Linked DNA regions of Mus musculus: region 1 is linked to region 2. A link is a contact called in public HiChIP or PLAC-seq data. All regions are on one chromosome and are shown on one strand. Each heading gives the region's core, a stretch centred on a gene start, on an enhancer-like site or on the middle of the called end of the contact. The rest is flanking DNA. Distances are from core to core; before and after follow the strand shown. Region 1 holds the start of 3010001F23Rik (RIKEN cDNA 3010001F23 gene). Region 2 holds the start of Kantr (Kdm5c adjacent non-coding transcript).

What was found. HiChIP or PLAC-seq counts read pairs in DNA pulled down with a chosen protein or histone mark.
Region 1: a contact with region 2 is called in an H3K4me3 HiChIP or PLAC-seq map of embryonic stem cells, with 25 read pairs. The contact joins the promoter of 3010001F23Rik here to the promoter of Kantr in region 2. A contact is called at or near these places in 1 of 39 promoter capture datasets (the 3T3-L1 cell line), 5 of 484 Hi-C or Micro-C datasets (the HL-1 cell line, LSK cells, macrophages and 2 more), 1 of 115 datasets of contacts at active chromatin or transcription factors (embryonic stem cells) and 3 of 9 other capture datasets (adipose tissue, liver and pancreatic islet).

Annotation. Positions count from the first base shown.
Region 1 is chrX:152,363,512-152,370,011 of GRCm38.p6, reverse strand. It overlaps 3010001F23Rik (RIKEN cDNA 3010001F23 gene), which reads right to left and starts at 1,440. Exons shown (of 4, transcript NR_045451.1): 1 at 1,318-1,440; 2 at 1-170. It overlaps Gpr173 (G-protein coupled receptor 173), which reads left to right and starts at 1,294. Exons shown (of 4, transcript NM_001359449.1): 1 at 1,294-1,961; 2 at 2,502-2,591; 3 at 2,743-2,891.
Region 2 is chrX:152,324,918-152,331,300 of GRCm38.p6, reverse strand. It overlaps Kantr (Kdm5c adjacent non-coding transcript), which reads left to right and starts at 3,808. Exons shown (of 3, transcript NR_040270.2): 1 at 3,808-3,891; 2 at 4,062-4,140.

The DNA of each region.
Region 1 (6,500 bases), core at 191-2,690, 41 kb before region 2:
TTCCAGAGAGCAGGCCTGGGGATCTAGATTTCACAGGTACCAGAGGGATCCAGAGGCAGGTGCATGACTTCCTGGCCCACAGGTTGGTAGCAGATCATGGTTTTCATAAGGGCAGGCAGCAAGTCTGATTTACCCAACTCAGCTGAGTCCAGCACTGGACCTACATAAAGCTAGTTAATGAATGAACCAACAAGTGGGGTAAGAAAACAAATAAAATACAAGTTTTATATCAAGAGAACTGGAATTGTTGACTGCTACAAATTAGAGGAACCACCACAGCATCATTTGGTCCCTATTTAAACCAATTCAAAACAGAACTGTATTCCCTGGTCTTCCCATGTCTGTTTCCCAGGCATTCTTCTCATCTTTTGCTTCATGCTGTCCTGGAACACAGCCTTAAGTATGTGTTCATGCTTGCCTCCTGGCCCAGAGAAAGTAGATTTATCATTGTGGGTATCCTCACAGGGGCTCCGAGTTGGGTGTCTGACTCCTCCTCCACCTCTCTCCAAGCCAACTTCCAGAGCCTACCCATAAAACCCCATCCTAAATAAGGCTATCTACCTTATCTTCCAAACCTTCCATACCAAACCTAAGAAATTTCCCCTGAATCTTTGTCCAAAACCGGACCCCAGACCTTTACAAGCTCTGCCCTCATTGCACGAGTATCCTAAGCAAGTTGCTATCTCAGCAACCTCTTGGCTACTTCCCCTCACCTCCACACAGGCCTCTCTCAAGTCAGAAAGGCCTGAGCCTGATTTTGTCAGTCAGCTATTGTCCTGGCAAGAACAACCACCACACCACACCAAGCATCCCCATTCAGTAAGCCAGGCAGCCAAGTTCTCCCGGTCTCGCCAGCCCCCTCCCCCAACCCCAGCCGCCCCGCCCCAGGGAGGACCTTGCTGGTGGCTGGGAGTCTCCCGGCTGCTCAGCCTCCCTTCTTCCCTCCCTTGCTCTCCCTCCTTCCCTCCCTCCTCCACCCGCCCCTCGGGCAGGGACTGTGCAAATCGAGGAGAGGGGAGGACCAACAGGCTACACAGGGTCTAGCTAAGGGGCCAGGACTCCTCACTGAGACCCTATCCAAGCTAGGTGTTTCCCGCATCACGGAATCTGGATTTGTGTGAAGCGGGGTGATTCCCGGGCCAGGAATTCCTTCCAGCAGGTCCACTGTACCTTCGTCTCGCTTCAGGACCCCCCTTGGATGCTCTGAGCCACCCTTCTCAACCCGGATCTAAAACCTGGGACACGGCTATCAGGCCAGCCTCTCTCTCCCTCCACCCCTCCCCCTCTTTCTGGCGTCCATCCCCTCCCCAACACCACCTCTGCTACTGCCTCTGGCTGTGGACCTGCACCTCTTCTCCATCCTCGCCAGGCCCGGAGAGTGGGGTTAGCCTGGATGAGAGTGTGCCCCTAACCTGGGGCCCTCCCAAGCCATGGCTCCTGTGTTCCCAGGGAGGAGTCCAGGACCCTGAGCATCTGCTAGAAGCTTGGCAGAGGCCCCGCTGGGACCGTGTCTTCTGAGGACAAAAGGCTGCGGCCAGCAGGCAGACTGGGTGGGGGGTGGGGGGGAACCGGTAGCTAGGCAGGCAGAACAGTAGCGGAGCCAACACTGGCCCCCTCCCAGACCGGCGGTGGCATGAAGATGGGGGTGGGAGTGTGTAGTGGGAGAAGCACCTACCAGGACCCCCATCTGCCCGCTACTTGGGCACCCCAAAGCTGTGTGCTGCCCACCTGGTGTTCCCCAACATCTCCAGCTCTACCAAGTGCACCCCTCTGGCACCTGCTTCCCTTGCTGCCAGTGATTTAGATCAACCAGGCTGTATCCACGGCAACAGAAGCAGGAGTGTCACTGGCTGCCAGATCAGTGAGGGTCCCACAATGTGGCCTGGGCTGTGGTTTATCCTGGATGAGACAGAGTGAGTCTCCTTCCTGAATTCCAAGACAGTCCTGCTAAGAGAACCCAGGTAAGTAGTCAGCATTCTTCCATAAAGGAGCTAGGGGAGGAGGGGGGCTGGGACTTCTCTGTCTCTCCATATATTTCAGTCTCTATCACTGTCATGCTTCCTGTCTCTCTGTTAGTCTCTCTGCTTCATCACTGAGTATGACAACACTCAAACCCCAAGACTGCTTATCTTTCCCCATCTTCTTTAATCCTGAATGTCCCATAAGAAAGGGAACCACCACCTGTTTCTCCACCCCCAACCCCTTACAGGGTCTGCTTCTATCATTATAGTCACGTTTAGACACAAGACCATTCCTTGTGTGCTAGCTGTGGAAGGGGTACCTGGGAGCTCATTGAGCCTTGTTCTCACAATGCCTGCAGCTTCCTTTTCTCCTTCTCCAGGTTCCTTAGGTTGTTTGCAGAATTGTGATCTGTATGTGTGTGTGTCTGTGTGTCTGTAAGAGAGACAGAGAACCTGGGCACCAAGCAGGTGGGTAGATATGACAAGGAGGCTGCTCCTAGTGCAGACCACCCCTCATTCCTTCCTTTATTCTTTTCCCAGTCTCTACCTACAGGTAACATACCTTTGCTCACTCACCCTGGAAGATGTGTCCCAGCTAGTGGGAGGAAGCTGCTATAGGAATAGAGGAAGGTAAGGTGGGGGTAGGGAGCACATTCAGGTCCTGGGCTCTGAGAGCGCTTGAACCAATCCCCATGACAATATACAGGGGACAGGAATAACGTAGTGGTCCCCACACTGTGGGCCCTGGCTTCTATCACATGGCTCTCTGTTTCTGTTTCAGATACCCATATTGTGTTTGGGACCTCCAGATCTATGACACAGTAAGCCAGAGGTCCCTGTATCTGGAGGTGCAGGAAAACCTGGTATATGGAGAACATGGATTCTACTAGGGACACGGCTCCTAACTACTAGTTCGCAACTTTAGTGGAGGCATGTCACTTGTTGAACCTTGATTTTCCCCATTTGTCAAAGAGACTGGTAACCCTTTCTTCATGGATGTGTGCAGGGATTAAATAAATTGGTGCATGCAAACAATTATCTGTGTTTATAGGATGGTGCTGAGCAGTGTCAGGGTCAATATTATTGCTGATTGTTCATGATTAGTATTGCTACAGATCAGGAAAAGGATTAGTGCCTTTTCTTTAGGGTCTTAGCAGAGATCTAGGGAAGCCAGCAGATGGGAAGGTGGAAGGTGGCAAGTAGAGGGAAGCAGAACAGCTTTGTGCTATTACTTCTAATTTGTAAAGAGTGATAGATAGTCGGGGGCAGTCATCCCTACCCTACTCGGGGTTCTTTCCATGCACTTACCCTTATTTGTGTACACACACACACACACACACACACACACACACACACACACACACACACCAGACTGAGAACCAGCAGAAGCCTGGCTTGCAGCCTGCAGAATTCCTGGCCCTGGTATGTGTCCCTCTGTTGAGGGGAAATTAGCAAGAGTTTGGCTTATGGTCAGTGGTTGGCAGGGACTGGAGACAAGGCTGAAGCTTTTGAGATTATAGGGCTTTGAGTGAGCTGGGGTGTGGTCCATGCAGTAGCCAGACCTGTAGCAGAGTTTGCCCATCTAGACCCTGGCTTGAGGAGAATAGGGTTTCCTAACTGGTTTCTAGGTATGGATATGTGGTAGAATCCCAAGGGGTTGGGAATCAGCAGAGGAGCCAAAAGAGAGGAGAGATTGAAAATAGATTTCTTCTGAGGAACAGGGAGGGCCTGGGACCTTTAGACATGAGTACACTTTCCTGAAGAAGCATTTGAAGTGGAAAGGAGAGGAACTAGCCTGTTGCCCAGAGGCATCTCGACCTGAAACTTATCGTGTGTGTGTGTGTGTGTGTGTGTGTGTGTGTGTGTGTGTGTGTGTGTGTGTGTGTTTGTGTGTGTGTGTGATATATAAATGACTGCATTTGTAGTCTGTGTATACATGTCTCATCACTGCACTGTATGTGTATATCATCATATACACTGTAGGTGTATATGAGTTTATGTGTGTGTGAACAGGTTATATGATAGCATATGGGATTATGTGGGTGTCTGAATAGATTTGTGTCTGTACTAGAGGGCATGGTTTTGCATGCCTGTCTGGGTGAACAAATGGTCATGTTTGATTCTGACCCAAGTATTGGCGTGTTTCTCTGAGCCTGTATTAGGCCTATTGAGTGAGTGTGTATTTGAGTGAGTGTGTGTGTGTCTGTGTGTGTTACACATCCAATTAAATGAATGCCTAGTTGGATCTGATTGTGTATATTCCTGTTTTTCCATGTGTGCCTTTCAGTGTCTGTCCATCCAAATGATTTGTTTATAAAAATAGATATATGTGTCCCATGCATATAAGAAAGTATGTGTGTGTGAACATGCTACATGTGTTGTAGGCGTGTCTCTCATATATTTGTGTGAGCAGGCCTATGTGTAAAAGTCTGTATAGATTCTTCAGCATTTTTCATTATGTCTATGCCTGCATATGCATGCTTGAGTGTCCACTGTCTCTAAACAAGCCTATGTGTTCATATCTATTTAAAGAAATGTAAGTATAAATAGACACACTGGAATAAGAACTGGAATAAGTAAGAGAAGAGTATATGAATGAAAAATATTTTATGTGTGCACAGACTGTGGTGTTCACAGCAGTGTGTATTATATTAGTCACAAGGCTGTGTGCATAGGTGAATGGGTACATTTTTATGATGTCTAGTTTGGTGTAAGTGCATTATCTGATTATCGTATGCATGAGTGTTACAGGATACTTGGGTGCATGCGTCTCAGTATGTGTTTTATTTGAATTTTTAGTGTGACTGTGTTTGAATATGTCTTGAGTGACTGTGCACATATATGCTAATATTTGTTAATACCTGACTGTGCGTATATTCAAGTGAACATATCTGTACATAGGCACGTGTTGTCAAACACAGTTAAGGTATATTTTTTAATAAGCTTGTGTGTATGCCCGTCTGAATACACAAATGTGTGAAGTACCAGTTTGCACAGTTTTTATTTGCATTTGTATGTTTGTATTTATCTTTGTTTGGTCTAAAGCATATATTATAGAATGATGTATATAAATCTATGTGCATGCTACTCTTAGTTCACAAGTACATTTATGTGTGTGTGTGTGCATTTATTTAAGATGTCTTTGCATGTCTGTATGTGATAAGTGGATCAAATTTTCCTATACAGATCAACAAGTGCGCGTGCAAGAATACATGAGTGTACTTCTCTATATATGCATGTGTTGAAATATGCCCTTATGTTCTATTCCAATGTACATATAAGTTACTTTTCTTTCATTTATGTGGCTTCTCAGAATGGGTGTGTGGACATAACCGTGTATATATACTTGACTGTGATAGTGTGCTTTGTGAATATCTGTGTTTCCATATTTAATTGTATTCCCATAAGAATGAATTAATGTATATACAATTCTATAAGCATGTGAATATGCTATGTGTTTATATGACCAGTTGTGTATATAAGTCTATATGTTAGAATATCTGCATATGTATACTTCATCTCATTTACAAACATTTGCATATCTGGATATGAATATGTGTGAGCACACCTATACAGATATGTATGTGTGTATGTATGTGTGCGTGTGCGCGCACATGTGCGTGTGTGTGTGTGTGTGTGTGTGTGTGTGTGTGTGTGTGTGTGCATACACTTCTGTGGTTATGTTTGAGGGTATATGTGTACACATTTGTGAGTTCCCTCTTTTGTACCCATGTTTCTTTATCATCTCTTTAGATACGATACATATATTTTTACATATCTCTGTAGATATGTAAAAATACTTTTACATACCTGTGTCCCCACTTGTGTTTGTGAGTGAAGAAATGCATGTCATTCATGAGTATATCATGTGAATATAGCCTATTTTAAAGAGTAAATGGATATACTTGTGACTAAGTCCAATGAAAATGTGCCTGTGTGTGGATAAATAAAAGTATTTGTGCATCTGCCTGTCTGATATGAGATTTGGCCTTGATTTTGTGCAGACTGACCTCTACACAAACTTCTTACTCACATGCACCCAGCTTTCATCTCGTCCACACCATATGCATGCACCCACTCTACACTGTAGTCTCCACATGCTCACCAATGACCACTGGGGGCCGTGATAAAACTTTGACACAAAAATCTTCCTTCCTTTCTCACCACTGGCAAAGGCACAGGGCAGGAGGGCATCATAATAGTGCCTAGGGTTAGTAAGAGCTTTGGTTGGAGTGTGTGTGTGTGTGTGTGTGTGTGACAAAGTGACAGACAATATGAGAAAGTAGGAATGTACATCTGGACATTTCACAGATAGCACCCAAATTATGCCATCAAGCAGAAATGTAGATGTTAATAAATATGTATAAGTGAAAGTATATCTTAGAAAAGTAGTAGGTATGGGCAGGGCATGAATATGTGTGTATATGTAAGAGATTATATGTATTTCTTGGTAGTATGTGCATGTGAGATCATTGTGTATTTTAGGGAGGGAAGGATTCTTTTAAACACAAAGATACACACACACACATCCCACCCAAA
Region 2 (6,383 bases), core at 2,559-5,058:
AGGGAGAGGAGGTATTGGATGTGGAACAGTCAGAGAGCAGACTGGGAGGGGGATAAAGACTGGATTGTAAAAAAAAAAAAAAAAAAAGAAAAGAAAAAAAAAGATTAAAGAATTTTAAAAATGCCGGGCAGTGGTGGCGCACGCCTTTAATCCCAGCACTTGGGAGGCAAAGACAGGCAGATTTCTGAGTTCAAGGCCAGCCTGGTCTACAGAGTGAGTTCCAGGACAGCCAAGACTATACAGAGAAACCCTGTCTCGAAAAACCAAAATAATAATAATAAATAAATAAAATTTTAAAAAAGAATTTAAAAAAATATATATATCCACTCCCTGAGCTATCTGAAGCCAGTCCCAGTGAGCATGTATGTATGAAGAGAAAGGGAGAAGAGTAGAGGAGATCTCAGGAGCAAAGACCCTGGAGTGGACCAGCAAGGAAGTCAGCTTGGCAGCAATAGCTGTCAGTCCAACAGGGAGCAAGCCTAGTTCCTCTTGCCTCAATCTGTCCTAACTGGTGTAATTCCCTCATCCCCTCTCACAGGTCTCAATCCTCCCACTTACTACTTTAGCCCAATTATTCAGGGAGAATTAGCTCAGGGGTAGCAACTTGTCCAAGATCTCAGTACTGAGTCTAGCTTTGAAGCTAGTCTTTGGGATATTTTGCTTGTTTGTTTGTTTCTATTGGTTATTTTATTTATTTATATTTCAAAATTAAAAAGGGGGGTTATCCCCCTTCCTGGCTTCTCCTCAAACCCCCTATCCCATTTCCCCTCCCCCCTGCTTCTATGAGGGTGCTCCCCCACCCACCCAACCACTCCTACCTCACTATCCTAACATTCCCCTACACTGAGGCATCCACAAGACCAAGGACTTCCCCTCCCATTGATGCCAGATAAAGCCATCCTCTGCTACATATGCAGCTGGAGCCGTGGGTCCCTCCATGTATGCACTTTGGTTGTTGGTTTACTCCCTGGGAGCTTGGGGGGGGGTCCAGTTAGTTGATTTTGTTGTTCTTCCTATGGGGTTGCAAACCCCTTCAGCTCCTTCAGTTCTTCCCCTAACTCCTCCATTGAGAACCTTGTTGCTCTGTCCAATGGTTGGCTGTGAGTATCTGCATTTGTATTTGTCAGGCTCTAGCAGAGCCTCTCAGGGGACAGCTATACCAGGCTCCTGTCAGCAAGCATGAAGCTAGTCTTTGAAGTCTAGTCTTGCATCATATTCTCCCCACAAGTCAAATCCACCACACTTCATTATGGCATTTGAGGCTCTTCTTTAGCCACCTTACCCCCAAAAGGACCCTGGTCTTGTGGGACACACTTAAATGCCCATTTTGGGTCTAACACAGTTGGCCAAAGTGCTCATGCTCTGAGATGAAGTATGGAACAAGAGAAAGTTCTTCACCCAGAGTGGCATCTTGTTACCAGTACCCTCCTTTCTCAGCCTGGATCTTCAAAAGGAAGGTTAGAATGTTGTTTTGTTTTGTTTTGATAAGATGTAGCTACTTTTAAAAAGATTTATTTTATTTATTATATGTAAGTACATTGTAGCTGTCTTCAGACACCCCAGAAGAGAGCATCAGATCTCATTACAGATGGTTGTAAGCCACCATGTGGTTGCTGGGATTTGAACTCCTGACCTTCAGAAGAGCAGTCAGTGCTCTTAACCATTGGGCCATCTCTCTAGCCCAGTTAGAATGTTTTCAAAGTCAAACCTAGCTCTAAAATATAGCATATAGCAAGCATCAGAAAACATGAGCATTATTACCTAGGACTATAAACAGAAACCAGGAGGATGAATAATGATGGGCCCCATGCTCCCCAGGGCTTCTTCTCACATTGAAACTACTTGTTTTGGTGGACTTTTCATTTTACAGCCCTGTGCAAGAAAGGGCCCTGCTACTAGGTGTGAGGGTCCCAAGATCTTCCGGTGTCATGAAAGTGCCATTTACTTTTGAAGACAGAATCAGATTGTCAGGGACAAAACTAGATTCAGGTGACAAGACAAAACAACAACAACAACAACAAAGACCCCAACCAAAAACAAAACAAAAACAGCATTTGTTCTTGCAAGTATTTGTTAATACACATTTCATTGAGTACCAACTACGTGCCTCATACTAGACTAATAGGAATACAGCAAGTAAACAAAAGAAAATATGTCTCTGTCCTGTTGGAGCTACTAGATCAAGTTTAACTTTGTTTTGTTTTAGCACTTTATTGTAGAAAGACAGGGAGAAAGGAGAGAAGGTAGAAGGAGAGAGGAACCGGCCATGGCCACGTGGAGAGAGGGGGGAAGGGAAAGGGAAAAGGAGGGCTAGAGAGTAAGAAAGGGAAAAGCTTAAAGAGCCAATTTCAATTTCTGTGTCATTGATTTCTTTTGTGACCTAGAACTCTTCTCACAAAAAAAAAAAAATCCTTTAAAATTGGAAAAATCACATCTAGAATTTAGAAAGCCAACTATTGAAATATTAAAATAGAAAAATGTGCTAGAGTCATATATGTATTGCTCATCAATCCATTAAATCATAGGATGCTTTGGTTTAAAGACTACAATGATTATCGTGATTTTAGATTTATTTTACTTTTATTTATATGTGTATTTGTTCCTGTGCATGCACTCATGTGTGCTATGCAAAGGTGTCTTCATAGCAGATGAAGATATCTGGTACCCTGGAGGAGGAGTTACAGGCAACTGACATTCATGCTGGCAACTAACCTCCAGTCTTCTACCAGAGCAGCAAGCACTTGTAACCATGGAGTTATCTCTCCGGCTCCCTCTTATCATGATTTTAAAGCACTAATTATATATTTCAGAGATTACATATTTGAAAGAGCTGCAAATTTATACTGTGATGGACAAATCTCTCTGATTGCTACTGGTAACAGTCACCAATATTACGTCCTTTATTGAAAACATGCTAAATTTCCTAAACAGAGAGGGGAAACAAAGATGTAAATTCATTCCCATCCAAGTTATTCCTCTCTGCCCCAAGCTGCACCCACAGGCTCTCCTGGAGGATCTGTGCTACTCAAATTTAAGATTTGTTAATAGAATGGTCCTTCCTGTCTTCCCTTCCTTTAGAAGACAAGAGAGATGGATTTTATTCGAAATAATTGTTGCACAGTTTCAGACCACTAAGTTTGCCTCGTTGGAAGGCAGCTGTGCTCACCATCGTACTACCAATGCCTCATCGAGTCTGCCTCTTTAGGCCATAGCTTCTTTTATGTGAAGACTGACCACACCTAATTAAAAAATGAAATAAAATCTGTCGGGTATAAATGGCTCACACCTTTAGTCCCAGCACTCAGGAGGCAAAGGCAGGCCTGGTTTACAGGGCGAGTCAGCCAGGGCTACTAAGTAGGATCACCTTATTCTCCATGGATGGAATTAGGAACAATGCTTACAGGGAAAGCGAGAAACCTAGCTCAGAAACTCCTACAAGTGGGTGTGGAGCTATAGGAAACTGGAAGTACATTCGCAGTGTCTCTAAGCAAAACGGTGTAAAGGCAGTGTGGCTACAGAAAGAAAGAAGACATCACGAAAGTAATAATTCTATTCAGTGATTTGTGCTTAGCCTGGTTTAGGGTTTCCTGCGTTTTAACAAACAACCCCCGAAGGCCCAGTCCTCTAGACCTGCAAAAGGACTGAGCAGTAATCCTTTCCTGACCAGTGTTGTTAACGGAAGGGCTGGCACATAAGCCAATCACACCCTCGAGAGGGTGGAGTTTTCGTAGGTGCTTCCAATTCCAACCAATCTCAGGGAAGGCAGGAGGGCAATCCTCCAATGGGAGCTGAGGAGCCCGTGGTAAGTGGTGGAGCATCGCTATCCTGCCAGGGTTCGGTGGAGCATTGCGTGAAGCGTCTGCGTGTCTGCGAGATCTTGCTGTGGGCCAGGTATCCATTCTCCTGCGGCAGCTTAGACCCTACGGAGACTAGAGGTATCCCAAGAGAAGCAGTAAAGATGGGGTGGTGGGTTAGAAAACGGCGGGAGGGGAGAGAACGGCCCAGAACGCGTGTGGGGAGGGACCTGGCGCGCTTTTACCTGGGCGGCCTTTCGACTCTAGGTCCGTGGGTGGTGGAGGATCCTTTGCGTAGCAAAAAAAGAAGGCGAGTGCCCCTGCATCCTCTCCAGACGGTACCCAGGTGAGTATTACCCTCTTGAACCCACCACCCGTGCCCACCCTCTGGGAGCCTCCCAATCCCGGTCTCTGGGGAAAAGATTTCGTGCAGGTCTGCTGCTCACGTGATTGTTTGTGTTCTAGTCTTGACTCCATATCTGCCTCTACCCAACATTTTCTCTCTCTGAGACGTACTAAGATATCCCAGACTCAGGAGGCCTAATCCTTACCTGACCCCTTGAAACCAGCTATGAAATTTTAAACTATCCGTTTTATTCATTTGGGTCTTGGTTTCATCATCTGCCAAATGGGGGTCTGTCTCTACCTGAGCCAATGCGCATGCTTGGTCCCTAAAATTTTTTTCAATAAATAATTATGATTGTGATTGAAAGAATATTGATTCTCTTAGTCTCTGACTTTTTTTCACCCTTGTCTGTCTCTGACCCTCTCCCCACTGGACCTTTTTTTGAATGCTACTGTCCTCTCATTTTCCACACTGAACCTAACTCTTTCCTATCCCTAATGTGGTTGGAGGTACAATATATATAACAATGAGAGTGGCCCAAAGGTAGGGCACAAAACTGGAGCCTGGTCTTGAGCTACTTGTAAGTCTCATTGAGGAGTCTCTGTTTCTTGGCCTTCTCTGTTAAACAGGTAGAAACACCAAGGATGGGGAGAAATTTATATTAAGCTACTTTTCAGCCAGCTTTGATGGTGGTGCATGACTACATTCACAGCATTCAGGAGGATTGCCACAAGTTCAAGATCAGCCTCAGCTACATAATGAGTCCAAAGTAAACCTGGGTTACAATGTAAAACACTGTCTTGCCCCCCCCCAACCCCACCAAAACATTTTTATTTTGTTGGTTTTTTTTTCAAGAAAGGGTTTTGCTGTGTAACAGCCCTAGCTGTCTTAGAAATCACTCTGTAGCCCAGGATAGCCTTGAACTCACAGAGAACAGCTTGCCTTTGCCTTCTGAGTGCTGGGATTAAAGACATGCACCACCACCAGGGCTACAAAACAGTTTAATAGCCATTATGTAATGTTGGTCACCACAGATAGTCCAAGGATCTTCTAATTATATCCCCTTGTAGGCCTGAGCATCTTTTCTGTCCTTATCTAGGAGTTCTTCTAGATCAGACATTTTGAAACTCCCTGTCAAGTATCACAACTCTCTTCCCATTCCTATGCTAATTTTTCCATATTCTTGCTATACCTTTGTCATTCTGACAACTATAGACCCAATAGTCTATTTTAATAATGTGTAGTTTGCCTCCTTCACTATTTTTTAATGAAGAGCATAAAAAGTAGACTCTGCATACACAATCCTCCCACAGCTTATAATGACATTTTAATTGTAATATAATAGAGAAATTTTTTTGTTTGTTTTTCAAGGCAGGGTTTCTCTACGTACAGCACTGGTTGTTCTGGAACTCACTTTGTAAACCAGGCTGGCCTCAAACTCTGCCTCCTGAGTGTTGGGGCTGAAGAACAATGTATAATAAAACAGTATGCACTTCAATACGTAAATGCTTTGATATAACTTCACTAAAAGAAATAATTTTACACATTATTTCATGTATCTGACTTGTACATGTGACAGCTACATGTGTATTGATTGAGTGGTGACTCAGAAACCATATATAGGATATAGTTCCTTTTCCATAAATGATGAGTAATTCTTCATAAAGTTCTAAACAAAAGAACGTGTATGTATATGTCTCTTTGTTTGGTTGCTAGATTTCTAAAAAAGCGAGTATAAATGAATATCCTTGTTTAGTAACTCCTCTAGCCTTATGTCCTACCACTCTGCCCTCCTACTCCATTTCACCTATAATAGCCTCCTTAAGGTTATTTCAATGTATTAGGCCTTCCCCTCCCTTTCAAATAAATACTCTTCCCCAGATTATCCACAGATCTCATTCCCTCACTTCAGGTTTCTGTTGTCATTTTCTTGTTGAGATCTACCATGAAGATCCTGCTTAACAACTCCATTCTAGTCTGAACACTAACCCAACTTTATTAGTTCCCATTGCATTCCATCTTCTTACATCGTACAGTTAGTTATGTGTTGCTTAACAATGGGAATATAACCTGAGGAAAATATCATTATGTAATTTTGTCATTGCGCAAAAATATAGAGTGCTTACTCAAACTAAGACCTTTGTGACATCACAGAGGATACAATTTTATGGGATGAACGTCATTTAAGCAGGCCATTGTTGACCATAACTTCATTATATAGTGTATGGCTGTATGTTATTTAC